Linked DNA regions of Sus scrofa: all the other regions are linked to region 2. Evidence: chromatin contacts called from public HiChIP or PLAC-seq and promoter capture Hi-C data. All regions are on one chromosome and are shown on one strand. Each heading gives the region's core, a stretch centred on a gene start, on an enhancer-like site or on the middle of the called end of the contact. The rest is flanking DNA. Distances are from core to core; before and after follow the strand shown. Region 1 holds the start of APPBP2 (amyloid protein-binding protein 2). Region 2 holds the start of ZNHIT3 (zinc finger HIT domain-containing protein 3). Region 3 holds the start of AATF (protein AATF). Region 4 has its middle 12 kb from the start of USP32.

Region 1 (5,087 bases), core at 114-2,613, 400 kb after region 2:
GACTGAATAAGTCTACTGTTCACACTCAAATGTGGGGGAGAGGAAAAGGGAGGCTCTGAGTCCATAAAGTTCTCCTCCCTCTCTAAACACTGCAAAACTGTCCACGTCTAAAGACACTTACCCTTGAAACTAAACTCCTCAGAGACTGACTAGGAGACTTTTTCTGATTTTTGAGGGGGAGCAATTTAGGAATGCTGCAAGACTACAACTTTCAAATATATGACCATAATTTAAACTCTAATTCTAAAGGTCCCCCCCCGAAAGATTTTCCCCTTCAAGTAGTTTAGCACCACTCCCATATTAATAGAACCCCCCACTCAATCCCCACTATAAACAAAAACCAAAGCTTTAAAGAATATGTGAATAAGGCACACGACTACTTCCAATAATTCCTCAACTCCCTCCAGATTAGGAAGAAAAAGGTGAAACGAAGGAACACGTAGCAGAAAAAAACACTTGGCAAGGAGGGCGACGGGAGGAGAAAAGTAAGAAGGAGGGGAAAAAGAGCAAAGCAAAAAGTCCAGCTGATGCTGATACTTAATTGGGAAGGGAGGGCAGAAAATATCCCGAAGACACAGGCTAGAAGGGAAGAGCTGAGTGGGTCGAGGGCGCAATAAAGTCCACGCAAAAGGCCTATCCAAAGGGGCCCCACTGTAGGAGGGAAAAGCAAAAGGGGGGAAAGACTCATTTCTTAGACGTATCAATCAAAGCCAAGGGTTTGAGAGACAGAGGGTACCAGATGGGTGTCCCTATACTGGACTCCCCAACACCGTCCCAGATGTCTTGGGAGGCGATCCTGCCAGGAGGAGCAAGGGGTTAAACGCGGGGGGTTCGCGGACGTGGAAGGGGGTGCGGCCCCAGGGGCTGCGGCAGGAGGGCAGAGAGCAGGCCCACGGTCGGTAGCCCACCGTCTGTACCTTGTAGTAAACATCGAACTGGATGTTCTCGGGCAAGGAGCGGATGTCTCGGCGGGAGCGGATGTAGTTATCCACGACAGCGGAGATGGCGGTGTTGTAGAGAGTCTCTGGGATCCACTCTAGTTCCACGGCCGCCATCTTCCTTCCCTCCTCCTCCGCCTCCTCCGCCTCCTCCTCCCGAAGGCCCCCGCCTCCCTCCGTAGCGAACCCCTCTGCGGCCCCGGAGGATTCGGAAAGACGGCGTTGGCCACGCGGGCACACGGCAGAAGGGCGCGGCCGCCCTGGCTCCTCCGGGTGAGCTGGGGGCGGTGGCAGCGGGCGCAGGCCCGTGTGCAGAGCTGGCCAAAGAGCCGAGACCAGGCGGGCCGAGGCCTCACATTCCGGATTTGAGAGCAGCCCGGGGTCCGTCCCAGCGCCGATCTCTGCAGGGGCGGGGCTGCGTGTGCGGCGTCATGACGTCAGCGCACGCCTACGCGCTGGAGGGAAGGAATGCGGCAGGCAAAAACTTGGGAAGCAAACAGCGGTGATCCCGCCTACGGGGACGTATTTTCCTAGGGGCCGAAGTTGGGTGGATGAGGGTAAACGTTTTTCACCCGGACGAGTTAAGACAGGTTTTTACCAGCTCCTTCCGAATCACTGGCTGCATCAGTCCTTTCAGCCAATCCTGCCTCCAGACTTCTTAGGCACGGAACCTTTCGAGCTCAGATAAAAGTTTGGAGGCCCAATCATCAGTCCATTGAAAATGATGCATGCAGGGAATTCGCATACTCTGGAAACCCGCCTTTAGACTCTGGTCCCTAAGTCAAGTTAGGAACCTTCGACTTAGGGGCTAGGGATCAGGATGGCAGGAAGACTTGCATTGTGTCACCATTTGCAGTGTTCGAATTCATGGTTCTTTTTCTAAATGAAACTTATTCTCCACCCCCCTAACCCCCAAAAAGGAAAAAGAAATGCTTTAGAATTTGGTGAGAAGGTTAGCCAGATTACAGAATTACAAATAGTGGTAAGAAAAAAAGGACTAAATGGTGGTTGCAATATGACTTAGTGGTGAAACAGAAATTAAGATTTCAACTTTCTCCTCTAGTTCTAGTCCCAGCCTCAGGGGATTGTTGGATAATTGAGTGTACATGTTTCACCTCCCTTCCATTCTCAGCCTGAATGTCTGCTACTTATGTAACTTAATTTTCCATGTCTGTGACTTCAAGAACTTCATGCAACATCTTTCTGCTCTAGGAATTTTTTTTTTTTTCTTTTCCTTTTAGGGCTGAACCTGTGGCCTATGGAAGTTTCCAGGCTAGGGGTCGAATCCGAGCTGCAGCTGCCACACTACACCACAGCCACAGCAATGCAGACGAGGCTCAGATCCAACATTGCTGTGGCTGTGGCATAGGCTGGCAGCTACAGCTCGGATTCGACCCTTAGCCTGGGAACCTCCATATGCCACAGGTGTGGCCCTAAAAAGACAAAAGAAAAAAAAAATCTGGATCTTTAACCCACTGAGCAAGGCCAGGGACAGAACCTACAGCCTCATGGAGTCTAGTCTGAGTCATAACTGCTGAGCCACAACAGGAACCCCTGCTCTAGGAATTTAACAAGGAAACCACTGGCCATTATTGGTGACACGGTCAATCTCATATTCATGCAATCGTTATGTAAAACCTGAAAACAATGATAATAATAATGTGCGGACGTTAAAGCTAAAAGAATTGGAAGTGGTTCTTCCAGTTCACCCTGGTATTTCAAGGTTAAATAGTTAAATCATTGGTAAGAAAGAAAGAAGAAAACATGTTTAGTCCTCTTTTCAGTCTATACCAGTTCTTACTCTGTACCCATGAACATGGGAAAGCTATGGTTAGCCTTATGGTAGAGTGCCAGAATTAGCAAGTAAAAAAAATACAAATGCTCAACTACATTTTTTTCTTTTTTTTTGGTCTTTTTAGGGCCACACCTGCAGCATATGGAGGTTCCCAGGCTAGGGATCTAATCAAAGCTGTACTGCCAGCCTACACCACAGCCACAGTTAGTGTGAGATCAGAGCCAAGTCTGCAACCTACACCACACTGCTCACAGCAACACCGGATCCTTAACCAACTGAGCAAGACCAAGGATCGAGCCCACGTCCTCATGGATACTAGTCTGATTCGCTAACCACTGAGCCATGACAGGAACTCCCAAATTATAATTTCACATAAACAGCGAATAGTTTGTAGGGTTTTTGGGGTTTTGTGTGTTTGGCCGCACCCTCGGCATATAGAAACTCCCAGGCCAGGGATCTAATCTGAGCCATAGCTGCAACCTACCACGCAGCTGCAGGAATGCCAGATCCTTAACTCACTGCTTCAGGCTGGAGATGGAACCTTCCTCACTGCAAAGACAACTTATGATCCCTAACCTGCTGCAGCACAGCAAGAACTCCACGAATAGTTTTTTAATACAAGTGTGTTACATGCAATAGTTTTACCCACCCATTCTGAGTCACCCAAATACATAAGTTCCTTTAGCAAATCCTTTATCAAGAATTCTTGGGGAGTTCCCGTCGTGGCGCAGTGGTTAACGAATCCGACTGGGAACCATGAGGTTGCAGGTTCGGTCCCTGCCCTTGCTCAGTGAGTTAACAATCCGGCGTTGCCGTGAGCTGTGGTGTAGGTTGCAGACGCGGCTCGGATCCTGCGTTGCTGTGGCTCTGGCGTAGGCCGGAGGCTACAGCTCCGATTCTACCCCTAGCCTGGGAACCTCCATATGCCGCGGGAGCGGCCCAAGAAATAGCAAAAAAGACAAAAAAAAAAAAAAAAAAAAAAGAATTCTGGAGTTCCTGTCGTGGCGCAGTGGTTAACGAATCCAACTACGAACCATGAGGTTCGGGTTCAATCCCTGGCCTTGCTTAGCAGGTTAAAGATCCGGCGTTGCCGTGAGGTGTGGTGTAGGTTGCAGACACGGCTCGAATCTGGTGTTGCTGTGGCTGTGGTGTAGGCTGGTAGCTACACCTCCGATTCGACCCCTAGCCTGGGAACCTCCATATGCCGCAGGTGCGGCCCTAAAATGCAAAAAAAAAGAAAGAAAGAATTCTTTGACACAGACCTTTTGAGGCTGTTTCAACTTCTTCCCACAAAAAAGGCATAATTATCCATATATGATCCATGCAAATGTCACATGGGACATACTTATACTAAAAAATTATTCATTGTTCATCTGAAATTCGAGTTTCACTGGCCCCTGTATTTTATCAGCAACCCTACCTCAAGGCATTAATGAATTCCCTGAAATCGTACTAGGATATTGGGGCTGAATCAGGACCTGAGCTCAGGTCCTATAAACAGGTTACATTGTGTCAGGCACACATGTTGATTGCTATATGGACCTTAGGTGCTGCTGGGCAGAATGTGTCCAGATGAAGGATTCTCCGTGGTTGAAAGGGCCCTGGTGGGTAAAGGATCCGGCATTGTTTTAGCTGTGGCTCTGATTACTGCTATGGTAAGGGTTCAGTCTCTGGGCTCAGAACTTCCACAGGCTTGAGGACATTGTTCATTTTTTTTAATTTTTATTTATTTGTTTATTTATTTTTTGTCTTTTTGCCATTTCTTGGGCCGCTCCCACGGCATATGGAGATTCCCAGGCTAGGGGTCTAATCGGAGCCGTAGCCACCGGCCTACATCAGAGCCACAGCAATGCCAGGTCCGAGCTGCATCTGCAACCTACACCACAGCTCACGGCAACTCCAGATCCTTAACCCACTGAGCAGGGGCAGGGATCAAACCCGAAATCTCATGGTTCCTAGTTGGATTCGTTAACCGCTGAGCCACGTCAGGAACACCTGAGGACATTGTTTAAAAAAAAAAAAAAAGGAGGGAGGAAGGAAGGAAGGAAGTTAAAAAGTGTGGTGGACTGGGAGGCCCTAAGAACAGACTGCTCAAAAGGACAGGGCCCCTGAAAAACTGTTCTTTGTGAGGGTGAGGGAGTCAGAACCAAAGGGCTGACATTGGGTCAAAGGGGAGCACTGATTCCAGAATTAGAATCCATCTGGTGGCTGGGCCCTAGTGAACTGGCTGAATAGAGAAACTAGTGGAAACTAAGCCATTTTTGCTGTGGACTGCGCTCAATTGAGCAAAGAAAGTTTCCCCTTATACTCTAGAAAATCCCAGCAGAGCTGGGATTTGAACTCAATAATATATA
Region 2 (5,020 bases), core at 1,634-4,133:
AAGAGGAGGAAGCTGAGCAAAAGAATGCCACACACAGGTCTTTCTTCTCCAGACCGGTGTCTCTCGGCAAGGACACTACTGTATTCAGGATGGAAAGGTCTTTAATCAGGTGGAATAACCTCACACCACAGGCTGCTTAATGTGAGTCAACACCAATCACTAGAAGTACCACCATCCCCTCCTCAGCTACTGGGAGGAAAAAACATGGTGACCGCCTGTCTCCCTAGAGCAAGCAATACCCAGGTTAAGAACCACTGCCAAAGACCTAAATAGACACTGCTCCAAAGAAGACACACAGATGGCCAACAGGCACGTGAAAAGATGCTCAACATCGCGAATTTTTAGAGAAATGCAAATCAAAACTACAATGAGATATCAGCTCACACTGGTCAGAATGACCATCAAAAACTCCACAAACAGTAAATGTTGGACAGGGTGTGGAGAAAAGGAATCCCTTTTTTTTTTTTTTTAGGGCCGCACCTGCGGCAAATGGAAATTCCCAGGCTAGGGGATGAATGAGCTACAGCTGCTGGCCTACGCCACAGCCACAGCCACAAGCCACGCCAGATCTGAGCCACGTCTGCGACCTACACCACAGCTCACAGCAACGCACTGAGCAAGGCTAGGGATCAAACCCTCATCCTCATGGATACTAATTGGGTTCGTTTCCACTGCGCCACAGTGGGAACTCCCCTCTTATTAATGTTGGTAGGAATGTAAACTGGTTCAATATGAAGATTCCTTAAAAAACTAAAAATTGAGTTACCATATGATCCAGCAATCCTACTCCCGGGCATAAATATGGAAAAGACAAAAACTCAAATTTGAAAAGCGACACGCACAGCAATGTTCACAGCCACATTATTACAATAGCCAAGCCAATGTTCATAAATACACGAATGGATAAAGACTATGTGACATATAGATATGTGTGTGTGTGTACACACACAGAGGAATATTATTCAACCATAAAAGAATGAAATATTGCAGCAACATGGATGGACTGAGAGATTATCATACTAAATGAAGTCGGTCACAGAAAGACAAATATGTAGACTCTAAAAAATATTTGTCACTCATATGTAGACTCTAAAAAAAATGATACAACTGAAGTTATTTACAAAACAGAAAGAGACTCAGACATAGAAAACAAACTTGGGAGTTACCAAAGGGAAAAGGTGGTGGTGGGGAGAATAAATTAGTAATTTGGGATTAAAAGAAACATACTACTATATATAAGACAGATGAACAACCATATATATATATATGCATGTGTATGTGTGTGTGTGTGTGTATATATATATATACATGTCATAGGCAACGATAGTCATCTCGTAATGACCTATAATGCAGAAGAACTGAAGAAGCGTATTTTTTTTCACATATACATTTATGTATGTATAACAATTACTTTGCTGTACATTTATTTATGTATGTATGTATGTATGGAGGGTCCCAGCCTAGGGGTTGAATTGGAGCTACAGCTGCCGGCCTATGCCACAGCCACAGCAACACAGGATCCAAGCCGCGTCTGCAACCTACACTACAGCTCATGGCAACACCAGATCCTTAACCCACTGAACAAGGCCAGGGATCGAACCTGCAACCTCATGGTTCCTAGTCAGATTCATTTTCGCTGTGCCACGACAGGAACTCCACATTGTACATTTAAAACACTGTAAATCAACTATACTTCAATTTTTTTAAAAAAAGAACCACTGCCAGAAACACAGGAGTTTTCTCCAAAGGAGTGAACTGCTGAAATGTGCATTTCAGAAAAATTACCCAGGAAGCAGCCAGACCACAGATTTAAGAGCTCCTGATTGCCCTGTGTTCTTGGAGGAGCCTCACTGGGCTCCTGGACCAGAGGGGAGCATTCCAGACCCAGCCAGCCCCTCAACTGTATTTCAGCAAAGCAATTCTTCTTTCCTATCTTCAGCTGAAAGGTTCGTTTTGAAAATGCTCCAGAGATATTAGGGTTAAAAAAACAAAGCAGGGATGGGGAGGGGAAGGGTGGTGTCCGAAACACACAGCTGTAAACCAGAGACTGGAGGGGATGAAGCTAGGGGCAAATCACCAATGAGGAAGTTTTAACAGAAAAGTCACCGAGAAAGAGATCGTGGGAAAGGGTTCCCGAGGACTGAGAAGAGGCGCCGGATTGAAGAGATTTAAAATGTATACTTGATAACACTGAAGCCAAAAATATTGCTCCTTATTGTAAACTGGTCTACTTCAACGATTCTATCAAGATATTATTTACACGAAAGAAAATGTCATTAACCTTAGCCAGCTTCTGATAAACGGTGCGGAGCTGTGTCAGAACCCTAAGCTAGGACATACTTTTGTGGCAAAAGCAGTCGACTATTTTTAAAAGAGGATGGTACGGAGAAGGAAAGTCAGGGCAGAGGAAAGGATTTTGACTGCTCAAAATTTGAAGAGGCATTCACAGGCAGAGGTATACCCCGCCCCGGGGCGGGGTCTCCCAGGTTCGAGAGTTGCGAGTCCGGGAATGGGGCCCCGGGAGCCCAAGTCCCCGAGACAGCTGCGGAACGTGGAGGCGGCCACACACGAGGGAGCGGGGCGCTTACCTTTGTGCTTCCGGAAACAGATCACGGAACAGCTGTGAAAACAAAGCAACAGGCCACGTTAGCCCTGAAGGCCGCGCGGATCCTCCTCCGCCCGCAGCCGGTCCCCCAGGCTCATGACCCTCGGAACTCACTAGGGCACACGGCAGACGGGGCAACGGTACTTAGGCTTCTCCAAACAGATAACGCAGACAGCGGTTCTGCAATTGAGCGACGCCATGGTCTCTCCCGGAAACCTCTCCTTTCGCGGCGCGCCGGCTTCTCGCGCGGTCCCAAGTCCACGCCCTTCCTTCCGTTTCCTTAACCAGGACCAATCAGCGCGCAGCACTTACTGGCAGTCAAAAGCAGTGGATTGATCCTGCTCATTGTTCCAGGCATGAGAAGTTGAAAGTCGATGCACTCGACGCGCGCCCTGTAAGCTCTGGGAAGGTTTTCCTTGATTAGGTCATGTCGTCAAATAACTTGTTATGTAGCCTTGACCCTGTCCCTACGCGGCCGCGGAACTCGGAGCAAATCATGGTCACTCTCTACTTGAATAAATAAATAAATCTACTTTAAATAAATCTACTTAAATAAATAAATAAATAATATACGTGGGACTAATTGTCCCTTATCTTCTGGCTTAGACTTTCTCGATCTTGCACAGGTATTAGGTTCTCCCCACACATCTCATTTGCTTATCTTTAGCAAATGAGGAGTCCAAACCTGATTCAGATCATGTGACACACATGTGCCCTTCTCAGCCATTTTTCTCACAGAAAAGGAAGTTGAGGCTTGGCCAATGACAAATATTTATTGAGCTCCAATTGTGAGCACTTCACTGCCCCCAAGCGGGGCTGCGGACACCGTGGATTAGCAGCCACAGTCTCTGGAAGCTTAAGGCTTAGAGAGAAGGCAGGAAGGAGAATCCCTGGGTGGGACTGATTGGCCAGGGAACAAGTGAGTGGCCTCTGAGCCAAAGGTGGGGATCCTGGCCCAGACAGGTGAACTGTGGTGGGCTTTGAGTGACACCTCAGGCTTTAGAAGCAAAGTCACATTTTATTGGGAGCCCTGCTCCTCCTCAAAGCCCTGAGCATTGCCCAGCCTAACCAGGGTTTCACCCCACATGTGTGGTGCCCTCTTAGCGCCATAAGTCACCCCCCCCAAAGTCTCCCCCTTTCGTTGACCCATCAGCCCTAAGGATCTCAGTACTATACGCTCACACCACAGTCACAGTCTGCAGGGATGAATCTGCCACAAACAAGGTAGCCATTCAAATCTTAGCTCAAACCCCTCCCTGGCTATGTGACTTAGAGAGACTGGCTACCCGATCTCAGATCCCCCATCTGTTAGATGTTAAGGCTTACTTTCCTGAGCTGTCATGAGGCAGAGAGGAGACTGTAAAAAGGCTTTGTGATCTGAAGTGCTGCAAAGGTTATTTATGTGATATTGAGGGTCTGTATCTCTCCTGGACCTCTGGTCCTGACCCCATGTGAGCAGGTTCCAGGCCCCAAGTCCCTGGAGGCCAGGATCCTTGAGCTCAGGCCCCTCCAAAAGAGTTCAGCTGTCAGCCTCAGTGGGCCGTGCTGGGGTTGGGCTTGAGTGACTGAATATCCATCGCTCCTTTTGCTTTGCCAGATTGTCCCAAGAACGCTGTCCAGTCATCAGTGCTGAAGTGGTATTGGCCCCTCTGGCTGCCCACCTGCCCCAGCAGGCAGCTGCCCCTGCCTCCAGCCTCCAAATAGAACTTGGGCCAGGAGTTCCCCTGTGGCTCAGCAGGTTAAGGACCTGAGGTTGTCACTGCTACTGTGTTGCAGATTCAATCCCTACCTGGGAACTTCCAGATGCTGTGGGCAAGGACATAAAAAAAAGATAAAGAACTCAGGCCAAAATCCAGTGTTTCCACACTGACCAAAAAACCTGCAGGGTTCTTTTTATGGCTCAACAGTTGTGACCACTGCTGGTTTGAACCAGAAGTATTCCAGTATTCCAGTCCAGGCTTAATAGGGAAGGCCAGAGGTCAGTGACTTGTCCAGGCCACACTTGAATCCCATGCCCTGTCTGGCACCAGTACAAATTCTCCCATCATGGACATCACTTTGGCCACCCCAGACTTGTCCTGTGAGTTGTCTTTGGAGGCTAAGGACATGGAATTCTCCATGATTTTCAAAGGCTTAACTAGACTTCACCCACATCCATACCATGCTGACTTCCTACCTTTGGGTCCAGAGATGGTGACTCCAGCAAAAAGAAAATTCCTAGAGTTCCTCTCATGCACATTGCATTCAGTAAAAAATACTCCTTCTTCTTTCTATTCTGAGTGACCCCCAGCCTCCATGGACAGCCACACCCCTCCTGCTCCAAAGTCCAGAGAAAAATGTGGCTCTGCTGTGATGACAATGAGATTGGGGAAACCAAGAGGCAAAGGAAGCGTGGTACAGCTCCTCTAGGCAGTG
Region 3 (4,853 bases), core at 1,665-4,164, 450 kb before region 2:
GTACAGCCCTAAAAAAGACAAAAAGACCAAAAAAAAAAAAAAAAAAAAAAATCAGACTGCCTTACTTGAGGGCCGGCCTGCACTTACTAGCTATCTGACCTTGAGCAAGCTATTTCACATCCCCTCAATTTCCTTATTTGGAGACAAACAGTACCAACCTCACAGGGCTATGAGGAGGATTAAATGAGATGTTACCTATAATGATAATGGTGATAATATTTTCTGACAAGTTACCACGCCCCAGGCTCTTAGAACTTCAAGAGTTGCCACAGTGCCTGATACATGGTGAGCTCAATAAATAGTATATTGGTCTCAGGATTGGTCTGTTTATCAGTCTCTAAGCAAAGAATATGAAATAAGCTTATCATGTGGGAGCCCCCAGAACTGTATCAAGGACTAAATCATGGATATCCTAACATGAATGACTGTTTCTTTTATATTATCTGTGGATTCTCAACATGGTACCTCTGACCTCTCTAAAGGAAAACAAATGGCATCCACTCAATAACCACCAAAGCCGGCCCTTTCCTCCACTCTAAGAAACTCACAATCCTTAAAACTATAAGCTCACATCCTCCTAACTCTTGCAGAGAACAGGAAAGCGCTATGAAATTTTTACAACGGCAAAAAATGAGTGTCACAAATTACAGTGACTGAGCAAAAAGTGAAAAATCAAAGGAAAAGGGTCAAAATTCATGAGCAGCATGTTCATCAGAAACAATGCAATTCAGGAGTTCCCTGTGGTGCAGTGGGTTAAGGATCTGATGGTGTCGCTGCAGCAGTTCAGGTTACTGCAGTGACGCAGGTTTGATCCCTGGGCCAGGAACTTCCATGTGCCTCGGGCATGGCAAAAAACAAACAAACAAAAAAAAGTATACCAATTTAAGAGCTCCAGATTTTAGATTCCTTATGAAGTGAAATTAAGTACTTAGAAGGGCTCTTTCTAATGCCAAACCAATGGTTTCTCCTAAGATAATAGGTAGGACATCCAGTTTTGCAGAGATCATTAAAAAAAATTTTAACCTAATAAATTAGGAAAGAAAGCAAATGTCTACTCACCAGATGAACCTGGCAGAGTCTGCTCCCAATGGTCTTCCTTCCAAGCTTTTCTAGAGGTGGTCTTGCCAGAATACCTCTTGTCTGTATCCAAGAAGGAGGCTGATGCCAGCTTTCTAATGGTACCCACCACGGGGAAATCGCCTTCCCCATCGTCCCCTTCATCAAACCTGTCAATCACTCTGGCAGCAGTGGCTGTGGGGAAGGGGAGGAAAGTAATCAGAATCTTCAGATTAGAAGGAACTTTAACGGTAACACTGGGTAACACTGCCGAGGCTTTGAATTCATACTTGAATGTCCTCTACAAAATCCCCACCATGGGAGTTCTCGTGTCTCCGTAGGTTACAAACCCAACTGAAGCCCATGAGGATGCTGGTTCAATCCCTGGCCTCGCTCCGTGGTTTAAGGATCCAGCATTGCCACAAGCTGCAGTGTAGGCCGGCAGCTAAAACTACGATTTGACCCCTAGCTTGGGAACTTCCATATGCCACAGGTGTGGCCCTAAAAAGAGAAGAAAAAAAAAAGTCCCCACCATGAGTTTCCATTGTGGTTCAGCAGGTTAAGGACCTTACCAAAAGCTGGGGGGTGGGGTAGGCAAAGATCGCAGATTCAGCCCCAGCCGAATGTTGCCGTGGCTGTGGCGTGTTTGCCTGCAACTCACATTTGACCTCTAGCCCAGGAACTTCTATATGCCACAGGTGTGGCCACTTTAAAAAAAGCCGCCAAGTTCCAAGAACAGCAAAGTCATTACCTCCCAAGGCAGACCACTTACTCTCCTGCTGCTGTTCCAGAACAAAAAGCTGACTCTCTGCATCTACTAGAAGGATTATTTCCATGTTTTGGATCATAGAAAACTGGTCTAATTCCTCTTTCATCTGTGACTGTCGCTCAAATATTTTAAGTCGGCCATCATCATGTTCTATCTTCACTTCAGCCCATCCCTCAGGGAGTTTGCTTATCCTAGCTAAACAGCCCCAGTTCCTTCAACTGCTTACTTCTAAGACACGGTCCAGCACTCACATTTATCCCTCCTTATTCCCCCTTCCTCACACTTCTCTGACTCAAGCCTAAAGCAGGATTAGACCTTGAACCTCATCTTACAGAACAGCAGCCTTATTCGTCAGCAGCTAAGCAAGTGTGTTGAGGACTAAAAAGGCTTAAATGGCACCACAGAAGCCTACTTCTTCCTTCATCCTCCAAGTAAGTTCTCAGGGGCAGGCAGAGTTGGAAAAAAAAGGGGGGGGGGGAATGAGACTTCCTTCTCCTCATTTCTAATGCAGTGCCATTAAAGACATCCTTAAAGATAACTTCCAACCTGCTACCAGACTCTGGCTCCCTGCTACAGCCCTGCACCAACAGTGAACCGAAGCCTGAGTCCTCCGGATGCTCCGCCCACAGGAGCACCAAGTCTAGAGTGAGCGTCAGGATCCCGAAACCCTCCTCCCCAGACCCGGGGGACACTCTCTGGGAGGCAGTTTTCCTCTGCGCAAGAGGAAACAGAGAAGGCTTGGCGGCGGGGGCCCAGCAGCTGGCCCTTCACACGCCGCCCAGGTCCGCACCCGGCACGGCCCACACACAGCTCCGCACGTGGTCTTGCCCCGGTCAGGCCTCACCCTCCTCCGGGTCCGCTTCAGGATCCGCTTCGCGCGGTCGCGGGTTCAACAACTGTTCCAGCTGTAGCGCCAGAGGCTGCGGCCCCGCCATGGTCACCAGGTCTCGCCCGCGCCGCGCTCGTGAATGTCGCCCTCTCCCTGCCGGGTCCTCCTGCCGGAGACTGCTCCCCAGCACAGCCAGGGACGCTCGGAGCCGGGCGCCCAGCTCCGGATCGGCAACTTCCGGGAGACTCGCGGGAGGGGGCGGGACTTTGTGCGTCACTACGGGCGTTGCTAGGATGAAAGCGGAAACGCCCGGAAGGCTGACGCGCGTGCGCGTGCGCCGAGGGGGCGTGTTGGGCAGCGCGGGAGCGAGCGGGAGCGAGCGAGAGCACGTGGCCGCCGCTGGCGCTGAGCCGAGACTGCGATGCGCGGTGTTTTTTTTGAGTAAAGTACGCTTGAAGATTTGTCTGAGATTGGCTAAAAAGTAAAGAATAGTGTAGCCGCGACCCTTGGTGGCTGATTTAGGGAGGAGGAGTAAAGAGTGAGCGCCTCGAGCTTCACGCGTGCTTTAGGGCACGCACAGACTAGAATCAAAAGCAGGTTTGGCATTTCATAATTTGGAGGAGTTTGGGGTCGGGCACACGCCCCTGACCCCGCGGTGGCCATGACTTGGAAATCCTGCCTCAGGGATGGGCTTGCGTAGCTGTGCAGTGGACTGCTGCATCCTTATTAATAAGAATAATAGAAGTCACTATGGCTGTGAATAAATAAAGGTCGATTCTGTAGCTTCTCCAGAGGAGCCTTGTCTGGGTAGGGAAATGGGGGTGGAGTGGAGATTACTCGTGCACACCAAAAGGTATTAATATCCTTGCTGTTCTTCAAAGATGAGGGCACACTCAGATGCTTGAAACTGGCGCACAAAAGCGGAAAAACTCAGATCTACAGTTCAAGGGGCACAGGTAGAGTCAAATATAAAGACCAAAGAAGAAACGGTAGCCAAGCACATGGAAAGATAAAATCCCTTCACATCCTCTTTCCCTCTTCAAACATTCCTTGACTGCCCACTATGTGGCAGGCGCTGTTAGATGAGATAGAGATGAGTAAGTGATTCTCTCCTGGTGGTGATCAGCCTAGGGGGCCAAACAAGTAAACAGAAACTGCAAAAAGGATTGATGAGGGTAAGTATAAAGTGGTCTGTCTTTCCAGGATCTGTTTGAGGTCACCTGTAAGGACCTAGAAGCCCCTAAACAGAAACTCCCTCAAAAGGATCCAGGAGACAGGGTTAGGGATACCCTATGCCCTGCTTGGGAAAAGCTCAGGCTAATTGGATCCCACAGCTGAACCGCCTGGGAAACCTTCCGTTCTCCAGTGTCTCCTGTGGAACCCAAGGGAACTGAAGGTCCCTGACTTCCCCAGTCTTCATAGGTCCCCATTGTTGAGAGCAAGAAGAGACCACTTGTCCTATGTCCCCTGTCTAGGAGGCTGCAGGGGGGAAGGAAGGCTCTCAGGGTAGACACCCTCAGACATGGAAGGGAAAGAATTCCAGGCTCGGATGGGGGGGTACCCTAGGCAGGGGACTGGGGTGAAGGAAAGTGTTTTGTTTTGGTTTGGATTTTTACCATCTGCAATAGAATTCAGTCCAGAAAAGAGCTCTTAAACAAATAAAATGGAACAAACAAACATATCCCTTGTAATTGCAGCCTGGTGCCCACGTCTGGGGCCTCCAGAGCAAAAGCATGACCATGCTGGGACAGCCATCACCCTTGGCTTCAAAGGACCAAAATGTTTTCCTCACCCCAGATTTAGGAAACTACTTCCCCCAGCCCTCTTCCCTCCCTATTTTGGACGCTAATACAGGAACCTGGCCTTGGGGTAAAGAAAAGGGAGAAAAGAAGGAGGGAGGTGAGGCAGGGCAGAAACAGCCTCTAAGCTGTCATGCAAACAGGGCACTGCTGGATGATTCTGGGCAGAAAATGCCTGCTTCCCTACCCTCCAGTCTCTGTCCTGGTGCCCACTGATTTGGGAAGCCTTTTGAGGACAAAAATCACACACATCCCAGGGCCCCTCAAAATGCTTCCCCTGCTTGCTCACCCATACTGAGGGTAGAGAGGGGATTCAGTGATCAGAGGAAAGGAGGGGTTCTAGGACTTTAGATGCAGCTGAGAAAAGCTGAGGCACAGGCAGAAGGGTAATCTTCTAAAT
Region 4 (5,002 bases), core at 1,471-3,970, 310 kb after region 2:
TATTAAGGATTTCTTCCTTCCAGGATCAGGGAAGCCAGGAAACTCAATCAACAGTCAGAAGATATTTGTGGTCATCAGGTCCCCTTGTTATACTCCTGATGTCATTCTTGTTACTAAAATTGCAAAGTCTGAGACTGATGTCATTCTCTCCCATTAGACAGGAATGCTCCCCGTGGGTGGAGACTGGGCCCATTTCACATATTTCTATATTCCCAGAGTCTAGCACAGTGCTCGGCACAGTGTAAATGCACAAGATGTATCTGATAAATTAATTCTCTACTTCATGCAAGGTACACAAGCTAGTCCTATGAAGACAAAGCCTCGCTTTCCTTCTCAAATGAGAAATTGCTTCCATTTCATCCAGCAGGTAGAGAAACGATGCCCTAAACACCTCCCCCTGCCCTACCCTGGGTGAGCGTTCCTCCTCCCTTCCCTGTCTCCCCCCACCTGCCCTAGCCCAGCTCTCTTCTGTAACTTGCTCACTTCTGCACCTGTAGCTGATAAGACAGAGTAGTGGAAAAGTTTCCAAAAGTAGTGGAAACCATTTATGTCAGTATTCCCTCCTATTCATCTGATGGACAGCATTTCTTGCCATTAGAATGACCTTGGCTTAGGGGGCTGCCTCCTTGGCATTCTCAGCTCTTCTCTCTAACCTAGCTTCTCCACTCCAGGCAAGCTAACAAGATCCCCTCCCTGCACACAATTCTTCCTTTTTTACCATCTCCATGACTTTACTGATGCTCTTCCCTCCACTGAGAAATCCTAACCCCTCCTTGCCAAGCCATTGGATCTGGCCTATAAGTTATATTTTAGGAAGTCATTCCTACCTAACACTTCTTCTTCTTCGTCTTCTTCTTTTTTTTTTTTTTGGTCTTTTTATGGTTGCACCCGTGGCATACGGAGGTTCCCAGGCTAGGGGTCTAATCAGAGCTACAGCTGCTGGCCTGCACCACAGCCACAGCAATGCCAGATCCGAGCCACATCTGTGACTTATATCACAGCTCACGGCAACGCCGGATCCTTAACCCACTGAGCAAGGCCAGGGATCGAACCTGCAACCTCATGGTTCCTAGTCGGATTCATTTCCACTGCGCCACAACGGGAACCCCTAACACTTCTTAATCTCTATGCTCTGCTTCTCACCAGCCCTTTGTATTCAACCTGAAGCCCAGAGACTTTGCACTTCAGGAAACTGATGGATTGGATGCATTTATGATACTTTCTACTAATCATAAACTCCTTCCGAATGATACTTAAAACAGTATGGAGATTCCTCAGAAAACTAAATATAGAACTACCTTATGATCTAGCAATCCCACTCCTGAGCATATATCTAAACAAAACTATAATTCAAAAGATACATGAACTGTATATGCATAGCAACACTATTCTCAACAGCCAAGACATGGAAACAACCTAAATGTCCATCAACAGATGAGTAGATTAAGAAGAGGTATACATATGCACCATGGAATACTACCCAGCCATAAAAAGGAACAAAATTATGCCATTCGCAGCAATGTGGATTCAACTAGAGATTCTCATACTAAGTGAAGTAAGTCAGAACGAGAAAGACAAACACCGTATGTTATCACTTATATGTGGAATCTAAAATGTGGCACAAGGAAGAGTTCCCTTGTGGCACAGTGGAAATGAATCCAACTAGTATCCATGAGGATACAGGTTTGATCCCTGGCCTTGCTCAGTGGGTTAAGAATCCAGTATTGCAGTAAGCTGTGGCATAAGTCACAGATGCAGCTCAGATCTGGTGTTGCTGTGGCTGTGGTGTAGGCTGCCAGCTTCAGCTCCAATTCAACCCCTAGCCCAGGAACTTCTATATGCCACAGGTTCGGCCCTAAAAAGCAAAAATTAAAAAAAAAAAGGTACTTGCTTGCTTCTCTCCCTTGTATCTGTTTTCCTTTCTTCCTTCTTCTTCTTATTTTTTTGGAAGTTACCAAACCAGGGGTCAAACCTATGTCACAGGAGCAACCCAAGCCGCTGCAGCAACACCAGATCCTTAACCCACTGCATCACAAAACAACTCCGGTTTTCCTTTCTTATGCAAGTGCTCAGGACAGAGTTCTGCACAGAGTTGCACTCGAGTTTCATATGTGATAGTTGGACAAGTGAAGCAACTATGGGTATTTCATCATGAGTGCAGGCTTGGAAAGGAAGCCAGTTTTTATCATATTGAAACAACGCAAGGGAGAATGTCTTTTCTGAGACCAGGATCCCAAATGCATCTCTTTTTTGTAGGTCAGGAGAATCCCATTTCTTTGCCAAAGGAGATAAATGAAGAGTCCTTGAAACACACACTGCCAGGAGTTCCCGTCGTGGCTCAGTGGTTAACGAATCCGACTAGGAACCATGAGGTTGTGGGTTCGATCCCTGGCCTTGCTCAGCGGGTTAAGGATCCGACGTTGCTGTGAGCTGTGGTGTAGTTTGCAGATGTGGCTCAGATCCCGCATTGCTGTGGCTCTGGCGTAGGCCGGCGGCTACAACTCTGATTAAACCGCTAGCCTGGGAACCTCCATATGACACGGGTGCGGCCCTAAAAAAGGCAAAAAGACAAAAAAAGCAAGAAACATACACTGCCAGGTGACACAAATAAACCAAATAATTACATTTCCTTAAACAAAAAACCCAGAACATAAGGATATGTGGGAACATACCACAGGTCATGTAATTTAGAGGTTTTTTTTTTTTTTTGGCTGCCTGCATGGCATGTGGAAGTTCCCTGGTCAGGGATCAGACCTGAGCCACAGCAGTGACCCAAGCTGTTGCGGTGACAACGCTGGATCCTTAACCCACTATGTCACAAGGGAACTCCAGATTTTTTTTTAATAAACTTTTTTTTTTTTTTTTTTGCTTTTTAGGGCCACACCCGCGGCATATGGAGGTTCCCAGGCTAGGGGTTGAATCGGAGCCACAGCTGCCAGCCTAGGGCACAGCCACAGCAACGCCAGATCTGAACCGCGTCTGTCTGTGACCTACACCACAGCTCACGGCAATGCCAGATCCTGAGCCCACTGAGTGAGGCCAGGGATGGAACCCGCATCCTCATGGATCCTTGTCAGGTTCGTTAACCACTGAGCCACAAAGGGAACTCCCTAAGAAACTTTTATTTGGAAATACATTTAGATTTACAGAAAAGTTGCAAAGGTTATATAGAGAGTTCCCATAATCTCTGTACTCAACTTCTATCTTTGTTAACATATCAGATTACCATGGTACATTTGCGAAAGCCAGGAAACACTTTTTTTTTTATTATTCCTATTATTATTATTATTAAAACTGCAGGCTTTATTTGGATTTCATAGGTTTTCCATTCATGTTCCCTTTCTGCTCCTGCATCCAACTCAGAACAGTGCATTACATTCAGTTGTCATAGCTCCCTGGTCCCCTCTAGCCTGTGACAATTTCTTGGTCTTTCCTTGGTTTTCATGACCTTGATAGTCTTGAGGAGGACTGGGCAGAGATCCCATAGAATGTCTTCCAGTCTGGGTTTGTCTGGTGTTTCCGTCATGATTAGACTGGGGTTATGGGTTATGGGGTTTTTTTTGGTTTTGCTTTTTAAATCCTGTGGCATTGAAGTGCCGTTTTCAGCACACTTCATGTCTGGGGGAACATGATACCCACATGACATCACTGGTAACATTAAGCTTCATAACTAGGTTAAGTGCAGTGCTACCAGGCTTCTCCACTGTAAAGTTACTAACTTTCCCTTTTCCTTCTCTATTCTCTGATTTTTTATTTTATTATTATTATTATTATTATTTTGTCTTTTTAGGGCCACACCCACGGCTTATGGAGGGTCCCAGGCTAGGGGTTAAATCAGAGCTGCAGCTGCCAGCCTACGCCACACCACATCTCAGCCGCATCTGCGACCTACACCCCAGCTCACAGCAATGCTGGATCCTTGACCCACTGATTGAGGCCAGGGATCAAACGCACATCCTCATGGATCCTAGTCAGGTTCATTAACCACTGAGCCACAACGGGAACTCCATGGGTAGCTCAGATTTTAACGGACATCAAGAACCATTTTGTAAAGAGAGAGGGGTAATTTGATCATATAACGGCCTTAGGTTTTATGGATTTACTCAAATATTCCTAATTCCAGAGGGAGTCCAAAAAGACAAAGAATCTTCTCAAAGTCTGACCCTCTGAACTACAGAAATAAACCAACATGTGTTAATGTCCACTTGTCAAGCAATGAAACATGACATAGCTCTAAAATTTTTAACCTATTTGAATGCAATTTACTGACACCTGAGATCTCCCAGCTCCTTGAAATCCAGAGAAAACGGATGCGTAGAGGGTAGATGTCCAAAGTGTTTCTCGAGGTTCCTCCATATTCCTATGAAGGGATATAGGAGCTGACACCTTGGTGTCACCTTCTGATTGGAGTTTTTCTTCTGTATCTTATCTTGTGGCTGTCCCTTTAACATTCCCTGGCAGCCTGGACTCCAAATAGGATCACCCAGCCTCTTTTTAGTTTTTGTTTGTTTGGGATTTCGTTTGGCCATACCAAGGCATGTGAAAGTTCCTGGTTCCAGGGATTGAACCTGTGCCACAGCAGTTACACCAGATCCTTAACCCACTGAGCCACCTGGGAACTCCTAGCCCAGCTTCTTTTTGGGTTTGGTTTTTTGTTTTTTTGTCTTTTTTTTGCCTTTTCTAGGGCCGCTCCCATGGCATATGGAGGTTCCCAGGGGTCTGATCAGAGCTGTAGCCGCCGGCCTACACCAGAGCCACAGCAACGTGGGATCTGAGCCGTGTCTGTGACCTACACCATAGCTCATGGCAACGCCGGATCCTTAACCCACTGAGCATGGCCAGGGATTGAACCTGCGTCCTCATGGATGCTAGTCAGATTTGTTAACCACTATGCCACAACGGGAACTCCCTAGCCCAGCTTCTTTTTGATTCATCTCATTCCCAAAGAAACAAAGTCCAAAGGCTATTGAGTAGACAGGAAGGGTTTCAATGAAGGGTTGCA

Evidence for each region. Promoter capture Hi-C pulls out the DNA fragments that hold promoters and counts their contacts. HiChIP or PLAC-seq counts read pairs in DNA pulled down with a chosen protein or histone mark.
Region 1: a promoter capture Hi-C map of liver shows a contact between it and region 2, with 2.1 times the contacts expected there. The contact joins the promoter of APPBP2 here to the promoter of ZNHIT3 in region 2. A contact is called at or near these places in 1 of 5 promoter capture datasets (liver) and 2 of 47 Hi-C or Micro-C datasets (heart right ventricle and liver).
Region 3: a contact with region 2 is called in a promoter capture Hi-C map of liver, with 2.2 times the contacts expected there. The contact joins the promoter of AATF here to the promoter of ZNHIT3 in region 2. A contact is called at or near these places in 1 of 5 promoter capture datasets (liver) and 2 of 47 Hi-C or Micro-C datasets (heart right ventricle and skeletal muscle).
Region 4: a contact with region 2 is called in an H3K27ac HiChIP or PLAC-seq map of alveolar macrophages. The contact joins the enhancer-like site here to the promoter of ZNHIT3 in region 2. A contact is called at or near these places in 2 of 5 promoter capture datasets (both in liver), 6 of 47 Hi-C or Micro-C datasets (embryonic fibroblasts, fetal skeletal muscle, retroperitoneal adipose tissue and 1 more) and 1 of 2 datasets of contacts at active chromatin or transcription factors (alveolar macrophages).

Annotation. Positions count from the first base shown.
Region 1 is chr12:37,610,046-37,615,132 of Sscrofa11.1, reverse strand. APPBP2 (amyloid protein-binding protein 2) reads right to left here and starts at 1,363. Exons shown (of 13, transcript XM_013981135.2): 1 at 918-1,363. The coding sequence starts at 1,055.
Region 2 is chr12:38,011,794-38,016,813 of Sscrofa11.1, reverse strand. ZNHIT3 (zinc finger HIT domain-containing protein 3) reads right to left here and starts at 2,883. Exons shown (of 6, transcript XR_306538.3): 1 at 2,720-2,883; 2 at 2,589-2,620.
Region 3 is chr12:38,459,870-38,464,722 of Sscrofa11.1, reverse strand. It overlaps AATF (protein AATF), which reads right to left and starts at 2,914. Exons shown (of 12, transcript XM_003131707.4): 1 at 2,670-2,914; 2 at 1,060-1,251. The coding sequence starts at 2,760.
Region 4 is chr12:37,705,924-37,710,925 of Sscrofa11.1, reverse strand. No RefSeq gene overlaps it. Among named protein-coding and RNA genes, the nearest start is that of USP32, 12 kb to the left of the region's middle. Within about 2 kb of position 2,720, at least 2 of the 83 cell types and tissues checked have an H3K27ac peak or open chromatin away from gene starts, as enhancers often do. A contact at or near this core is called in alveolar macrophages, where this site is marked.